2 separate regions of the Mus musculus genome follow, and region 2 is linked to region 1. The links are chromatin contacts, called in public HiChIP or PLAC-seq maps. All regions are on one chromosome and are shown on one strand. The core of a region is the stretch at or near the end of the contact, and the rest is flanking DNA. Distances in the headings are between cores, read along the strand shown.

Region 1 (4,528 bases), core at 1,086-3,585:
CTACGGGGCCTGAGTGTACTACAGAGTAGCCCCTTGGTAGATGTACCACCATGAAACTTACCTTAGGTGGCCAGGAACTCTTTGCTTCTCCATTATGTGGAATGGGCAATAGTATTCACACACAATTCCCAGCCCCCCTGGGCCTTATAACAGTGATGGAATATTTTTAAATAGAGTAAGAACCTACAGGTCTACTGAGAACTATTTGCAGTGTGTATTATTGTTTTCTTGTAAGCAGGTAATTAGGGTAGGTTTTCAAATTCTTGAGTGTTATGAGTATTTGCTATTTTTGGATGGGAGCATATAATTTTGGAAATGATTGACACCCAAACAAAGCCTTTGCCTTTAGAGTAACAGTACCACAGTGCTTCTTTTTCAGGATCAAAGCACAGGTCTTCGATGCATGCATTTGTAAGTTATTCTCTTGTTCTGAGGCAAGGGGTGTGAGGGAGAAAGGAAGTTGGGTAAACTAAGGAATTCTAACAGAATTAACCACATAAGAGTTGAGTTCCCTTTTTCTGATCTTAGCATCTATCTAAGCCTTGTGCCTTTACTTCAACTAAGATTAATCTACCAGAATAATTTATTGTGAGATCTGAGACAAAATGCTGACCAAGATAATCTAGACCAGTGGTTTTCAACCTGTGGGTTATGACCCCTTTGGAGTCAAATGACCCTTTTACATGGGATCACCTAAGACCATGAGAAAATATAGAGATTTATTTTGCAGTTCATAACAGTAGCAAAATTACAGTTATGAAGTAGCAATGGAGATAATTTTATGGCTTAGGGGTCACCACATGAGGTTGCAGCATTAAGAAAGTTGAGAATCACTGACCTAGACCAACATCCCAAGTTCTTGCCACACAGGCAGTGAGGAACGAGGAGAAAACATGGAAATCCCAGACATTTTACCTGCTGTCAAAGTCTTAGGTGAGACCCCAGTCTCTACCAAGACTCTGTATAATGTATTTTTCAAATCTAAATAACAGAGATCATGTGGATACCTCATTAGAAAATGTTGATCCTGAACCCATGGATTTGCTCTACCATCTACCTCTATGCCCCTAGTTCATGGACCACACTTGGAAGAATAAGGCTCAAGAAGCTAGAGAAAAGGCAGTTTTGTTAAATAAATAGCCTCTCCTATTCAGACAATTCTCTACCACCACACAGATGTGCATTCTGCACCCTTCCTCAGTGAGGAGTTGCATTTCGGGAAGGTTGTAACTTTGAGGTGGAAAATCTACACTTAACTAAATATATACTAGTACCTAGCATCTACTATGTGCATTTCAATGGGAGCCAATGGTCATATGGGAGAACTGTCATTTCCCTGCTAAAGTCCAGTTCTTTAGCTAGACCAATCAAGAGGAATAGATGAATGGTTCTCATCAATGAGTAAACGCCCAATGAAACAAGGATGCTAGCCAAGCAGCCCTGCTTCTTGTTTATTTAAACTAATCAACCCCACCTAGCCACCTGCTAAGAATGGCCGATGACTGGGTGGAGACGCTCTGTCTCTATCAGTGTAACTTAAAAATAGTTTGTTTCATAAGTGTAAAAGTTTTTGCCCTGCCCAAAAAAGCTTTCAATTTTTTGGGGGGAGAGGGTGGGGAAGAAAGGGGGAGCTCTTCCCATATTTATGTGTAACACTGAGATAACCAGAACATGAAACAGAGAAATCCAAAAATAAGTTGATTATTTGCCTCTATGCCAAGCAACTTTATTTGGCTTTTATTTATTTATTTTTGTCAAGGATTGGTTTCTTTGTTTTGCTATACTAATATCAACCTCCATGGGCATACAATCTTTATAAAAACAAGGCTCTGGTTTTTGTTGGTTTTAACACACTCCATTTTGACTCACAAGTTTCTTGAGCAGGAGAGGGGAGTATTAAGGAATTATTTGGTCTCCTGGTCTATAAACTGAATTCCATTGAGCTCTGAAGGCTATCCAAAGTGCTCCCCCAGATGCCCAGGTTGCTTGCAGAAAACACTGTAGTGTTGGCATATATTGCAGATAGAAAGAACTTTCTTAAAGTCATGGGCATTTTTATTCAAAGAATAAAAAAATTAACATATTTTTGAATGATTAAAAATGTAACTCTTTCCTTAACATATAAAACAAAATAAAACCACACAAACCCCATTTTTTTCCTAGTTTGAATCTAAACAGTGTAAAATTCACATAGTCAGTGGCTCCTTTGAGCAGAAGTAAAATAACTTGGGTCACCTGCCTCAGAGCTCCTCTCCATGATAACACCTGTGGCTGAGCAAAGGCTTTACCCAGGTTGCCTCCAGGGGCTCCCCTAACCCCTGTCAAGGCTGAGGAAGGAGCCACATTTCTTACCACCACCACTCCAACCCCAGTCTTGTCTTGATGCTACTCAGAACTCTGTAGCTCTGAGGACCCACCTATGCAGGAAACTTCAAAATAAAAGTTTCCACAAAAATCTGAAAGGAATAAATTCAATTATAAAGCAAACAGTTATTGAGATTAGTCCTATTTTTTCCATATGACTAAATGCAACTTTTGGCTGTGATGTGTGTGGGTCAGCAAGGTTGTTGTAATGTGGCAGGCTGGGGGCCAGGGGGAGCTCTTTCTGAGCATCTCCAGAGCTCCGAATTCTAAGCTTTTCTCTCTTCAAATGAGAATCTGTTAACGGTTTGCAGAAAACTGGAAACATTCTGCGTATTTAGATCCTCAAAAATGTCACAATAGAAGCATTTTGCTTTCCTAAAATATGTGTATTACTATTATTCATTGTTATGGGGGTGTCTCTGTTGTGTGGGAGCATACACATGTGAGTGCTGGTGACTGTGGAAGCCAGAAGGGGGCTATGAATCTCCTAGAGATGGAGTTACAGGCTGTTGTGAGCTGCTTGACATGGGTCCTGGGAAATGAACTCAGAACCTCCGCAGGAGCAGTAAGTTCCCCTGACCTCCTAGCTACCTCTCCAGCCTCAGCAGTATTATTCAGTGATATGACAATTACACCACACAGAGTCTTGTTGAAATTTCTCAGTGACTCTGAGGTAGACATCAAGAGCACTATTTCACTCTTGAGGAAACTGGTATGAGTCTTCTGAAATCATCACCAAAGAGCTCAACAGCTTGAACTCCAAGCTGGACTTCTCTCCAGTTTGCAATGGAAATTGCAGACAGCAGTTGGTTTTAGTCTTCTTTGTCTGTGAAAGGCTATTGTGGCACTCTTGAAGTAGTTTCAGCAGTAACATTGAGAGAACTGAAGTGTGTTTTGGTTGAGCTCTTGGCCGGGTACACTGTTCTTATTACCTTGATCTAATTGATCAGTAATTTGTACTGGGCCTGCTATAATCATGTATATTTTATGAGGAAAGCTAATTAAATTGCTTTTTTTAAAAAAAGTGGCACAGCATTCATCAAGGATTTGATTAGTAAGTACACTAAATAAATTACTACAGATGGTTTATTTAAAATGTGAAAAATAACAGCTCTGAAAAATATCGTTCAGCTAATAAAATGTTTATGGTGGCTACTTTTTAGCGAAAGGAGTTTCTACATGAACAGTTCCCAGCATGCTTTAATGATATGGAACTATTCCACGTGGAGAATTGTGGAATTTTCTCAACAACTCTTCAAGGTAGATGTTAACAGCACTGTTTTATTCATGAAGAAACGGGCGTGAGTCTTCTGAGATAACACCTTGAAAGAGCACAAGAGGCTGTTTAGACTCCAAACTGGACTTCTCTCCCTCCATTATTGCTTCCCTGTTTCCTATTGGGCATCAGTGTACCAATCATCAAACGGCCCCTCTAGAAATATGGACTTTTTCCAAGTGAAGGACTAAGTGGGGATTTGGGGTTGGATATTTTCTATCTGTAGCACTTCCAATGCCAGATGACAACTATTGGTCAGGTTTTTTGCTAGTCTTTGAGGGTGAAGGTAGTAGAAACCTAACCCACTAAGAAATACTCAGCTCTCGGTTTCTCTTTAAAAAAATTTAAAAATCAATAATTTTTTTAAATTTTTTTATTTCTTATGTGTATATCTCATAATATATCTGTGCACCATGTGCATGTCCAGCCAGAAGAGGGCATCAGATCCCTTGTAACTAAAGTTATAGACAGCTGTAAGCTGCTGTCTGGATGCTGAGAACCAAACCGAGGTCCTCTGCAAGAATATCCAATACTCTTAACCATTGATCTATCTGCTCAGCTTCTCCACTTTCTTTATTCAAGGATGAACAAACACACAGACAACAGTGTTAAACCAATGAAGAAGAAGAAAAGCTCAAGAGGCCACTGTCTTAGGAAGAAGCATATACAAAAAAAAAAAAAGTTAACATGGTATTTTATATGCATTCTCAAAAAAAAAAAAACATGAGAAATTTGCAAAACAGGCAATGAGAGGTAAGATGGAGACAACTCTTTGGAATGTTAGCAGGAAGCCAGTAAAATAGGACAGAGACAGGAAGAAAATTCAAGGAACATGAAGGTGCAGTGGAAGAAGAAAATTTTACTTTAAATGTTAATTCTCTTCTCCTC
Region 2 (4,218 bases), core at 1,070-3,569, 130 kb after region 1:
TTCTTTATCCAATGACCTAGTCTATGTCACATCCTCCCTGTCTTCTCTCTCACTGGGCCTCACATTTGGGTACCTACTCTCACTCTAATGGATCCAGTCACCTCTGATGAACCAGTCAGTACAAAAGCTACATCCCACTCCATACCAGGTAAAGACAGTACAATTAAACAGAGAACATGGACTTACTCCTTTCCTTCACATTTGTGTGGTTTTATTGGTCTCTAGTAATGTAGAAAATGGCTATATTTTGAACTTCCAGACAAGCAATGTTCATGTAGTTTTTACCCTAATTATATAGAAAAGTAGGAAAGGAAGGGAATTGGCCAAGAGAAGGCAATCTCAGGCTAAATGGAATGCCCCTCAGCTATGCAGTATCCTCAAACTATGTCAAACTCTATTTCTGTAATGTAACTTTAATACAAAGCAAACAGCTTAACACAAAAATTATAAGGAGCCATCAGGACCACACGACATATTACTTTCTTGTCTACTGGCGATGATGCTTTGAGTTTTGCTGTAAGTTTTAAGCCTGCAAATGGGTTTGTTCAGGGGGATCTTATCTCCATGTCATTTCCTCTGCAGACACCCAGACTGAGACATATGAAGTCACCCCATCATTGTACAGTGCCTAATGATAGACGGACTCTAATTTGAAAGAAAGTCAATTCAATTATGGCAATTTTTCTAGAGCAAGAAGTAGAAAATCGATCACATAATGACATCTTACATGTCTAACAAGCAATAAAACATAGTCAATATTACAGACCTGTTTCCTTGGACCCAAAGTACTGGATGGTGTCATTGTTGCCTCTTTTGAATACACTGGTAGATCATAAAAACTTGTTGTGTGAACACTTGTTCTTTATAGTTTGAGATCAATAAATCTATCCCTTAAAAAGTTCTTTTCTCTTTCTCTATTTTTCTTTTTCTTTCTCTTTCATCTAAATTATAATTGAGCTTTTCATAAACCTTTTATGGAATACTTCACCTCAACACTAGAGGTTTCCAAGATGAGCAGACCCAGCCAATCACCATCCTCCTCACTACAGTGAGTGCTGGTTCTCATCCCTTATGCGTTCCCCTCTCCCAAGCCAGGATCTATAATATTTGAAAGATAAGTGGAAAATGCAGGAAAGTATCCACCAAAAAGGAGTGGGGAAGAAATATCTATGCACCTTGTGACCATGAATACAAATTACCCTAGTTAGTCATGGCTTCTGAGTCTTCCTTCTCTTCCTAGGAAGAGGCCCTTCCAGTACCAGGCCCTAGAACCTGAGTACGATTTTATAGCCAAACAGTTACTAACTGAGGTGGTGTTGGAACCTGTCACCTTAATTACAGGTGATTAAAAGTTGAAGTGCGCCCACCTGGAGAGATTAAGAGGCGCGTATGTTCACTGACTGATACATCTACTTTGATGCTTGACTGTTACCACTCAGGAACAATAGATTATAAAGGGAAATGGGTCTCATTCGCTTTCTGCCTGTCAACAGTTTCCCTCCTACGAGCATCTGCTGACCTCTGTCCTCAGTTCTTGCCCTCTGTGGGACCTGGTTTAAGAAGCTTAGATCACTGGACCTTGCGAGAATTCCTCAAAAGAACCAAGTCCCTAAACCAACTAAGAAAGAAAGAGAATGCCTGTTTTCTTCAGGTATTTGGATGGAGAAAAAGAGACCTTTCAGTTGCTTCAAATGTTCAAATATTTGGTCCTTGTGCAACTAGATGTCTCACTTTTATAGTATATTTAAACAAAGCAGCAACACTACACAACATGGTTGGAAATACAGGAAAAGAACAACTAAGCAACTACGTGATGCTATAGTTTGCATCTTCGATGTCTTCCAGCAGGCTCGTGGATTAAGTGATTGGTCCCAAATGAGCTACTGGAAGGTGATGGAAACTTGGAAAGATGGCCCTGTGAGAAGGTTTTCAAGTCGTCAGCGTGCCTCCAAAGGGGATAATACAACCTTGGTCTCTTTCTCTACAAGCCAATATAAGTTATCTCAGGTATTTATTATATTAAGGGAAACGGAATAATACAATGACTAGGAAACTTATTAATCTGAGTCTGCCTCACTGAAAAGTTGGCACACACAACACCAAACTTGGAGGCTTTGTAAATAACATGGCTTATGGGAGTCATAAAGACAAATTGCATGGATGTTCCCACGCATCACACCCAGAGAGTGAGGTGATGCGCCAGGAAGGCCGTATAACTGTGAGGTACTTTGCAGATGTTATTGCTGTTATCATGGCTATATCTGTTGCAGCTTAGCTGGGGTGGAGCTGCACACATGACATAGACATAAAAGAATTACCCAGTCCCCGGTTCAGCCCAGCTTACGTCACAAGGCAGCAAGACGCACTCCTGCACACAACACAGTGTCTTGATGATAACTGATCTTTGTGTAAACCGCAGAATATGTATTCCTTCTGCTTCTCAAATCTTGATTTTCACCCAACCTCCACTTTGGTCTCTCAGCTGTAGAAAGTCATCATGGCTCTGAGTCATGGCCCAGAAAGGTCAGCTGTAGAGCTATATGCCTTATGAAGAGTTTTCTTGAAGGTTTACATGTTTAATATATAACTCATGTTAAAAATCATTTGGAAGAACTAAATTATTATAATTTAAATATATTGTAAATTTATCTTGATAGGTAGGTAGGTAAGTAGATAGACAGATGATAGATAATAGAAAAGATAGTTGGAAATATGAGTAACAGCTGTCGTGAACTGAAGGAGGGAGTGGTGATTGGGAGAAGAATGAAATACTTTCATGGTTTACATTTCTGCTTTGTTTGAGTCATGTGCATCATGCATAAGTGATTTTTATTTGTGTAATAAGTGGCAGCAGTGAATTTTTAAATAAAAAATTTACTAGCTATCTAAAACCAAAAGAGCTGGATGCTATGCTATGTGCCTTTAATTCCAGAACCTGTGAGGCAGAAGCAGACAGTTCACTATGAGTTCAAAGCTAGCCTGGTCTACATAGCAAAATACCATATTATCCCAGGCTATATAATGAGACTCTACCTCAGCTATAAATTAATTAATTAATTAATTAATTCAAATACTACATAAAAAGTGCCATTTTTATTGTTAGGACAGGTAAAAAGTTTTCAGATGGACTGGGAGAAGTCATCAGAATGTAATATTTTTAAATATATGCGTATGAACTTCTCTCTAAACCAAAAAGGTCCACCAATGCCTACCTAACTGAATAAGCAAATAAATAGAAACTGTTGGCTCTCTGTCAGTGTGAGAAAACAAGCTCAGAAGGAAGGAAGAAAGGTCTATCCTGCTCATCAGTTCAGAGCCAAAGTTTCTACAGCCTCTCTAAACGACTGGAGACCACTGTTCAAAGCAGTTCCATGAACTGTGGAAGGTGTTTTACATTCAAGCAAGACAATGACAGGAAAAGCATGGAATTTGATTCTATAATTCTCTAATCCTCAGCCTTCTCTGTTTTCAACTCCTTAAATCTCTTCCTTGTGGCCTCTTGAAGAATATCAGACAATAGTTATGAGGCATTGCGAAAGATGTGCATTTTTGCCTTGTTGAGCACCCCTGTCTTACAGAAATATATACTTTGGGTATCATTTCCAGCCAATCACATCAAGCAAGGTGTGCTCAGCAGACCCTGCTGGGCTGTGACATTGGTACTGTGTGTTGTGGACATCCCCAACTTGTTCAAAGAAGTTCAGTCAGGCAAGTTTTCATTGTGTTTTGCTTTGTTGTTTAAATAACCAACTGTTTGTTTGTTTGTTTGTTTGTTTGTTTGTTTGTTTTTCGAGACAGGCTTTCTCTGTGTAGCCCTGGCTGTCCTGGAACTCACTCTGTAGACCAGGCTGGCCTCGAACTCAGAGATCCGCCTGCCTCTGCCTCCCAAGTGCTGGGATTAAAGGCATGTGCCACCACTGCCCGACTAATAATCAACTTTTAAAAATAAGTATTATTTATAAAAATTATTTCCTTTTTATTTACTAAAATATTTTACAGTTTAGATGTTTTCCATGTAGCTTATTTTGGTGAGATACTGTGTTAGCTTTCTATCACTGTGACCAACTCTCTGAGATTATCATTTTCCTAGGAAGAAAGGTTCATTTTGGGTGCTTCAAAGTTGTTAGTCTGTGGTCTTTCGGCCATGTTACTTTGAGTCTATGGCAGCACAGTACACTTTGTGGGGATTGTGTGGTAAAGGAGGTCTGCTCATCTCAT

The links. HiChIP or PLAC-seq counts read pairs in DNA pulled down with a chosen protein or histone mark.
Region 2: an H3K27ac HiChIP or PLAC-seq map of regulatory T cell precursor shows a contact between it and region 1, with 7 times the contacts expected there. The contact joins two enhancer-like sites. A contact is called at or near these places in 4 of 484 Hi-C or Micro-C datasets (CD8 T cells, the G1E-ER4 cell line, nephron progenitors and 1 more) and 2 of 115 datasets of contacts at active chromatin or transcription factors (embryonic stem cells and regulatory T cell precursor).

Annotation. Positions count from the first base shown.
Region 1 is chr1:183,851,821-183,856,348 of GRCm38.p6, forward strand. No RefSeq gene overlaps it. Among named protein-coding and RNA genes, the nearest start is that of Gm34130, 83 kb to the right of the region's middle. Within about 2 kb of position 2,336, at least 3 of the 459 cell types and tissues checked have an H3K27ac peak or open chromatin away from gene starts, as enhancers often do. A contact at or near this core is called in regulatory T cell precursor, where this site is marked.
Region 2 is chr1:183,985,577-183,989,794 of GRCm38.p6, forward strand. No RefSeq gene overlaps it. Among named protein-coding and RNA genes, the nearest start is that of Gm39725, 26 kb to the right of the region's middle. Within about 2 kb of position 2,320, at least 21 of the 459 cell types and tissues checked have an H3K27ac peak or open chromatin away from gene starts, as enhancers often do. A contact at or near this core is called in regulatory T cell precursor, where this site is marked.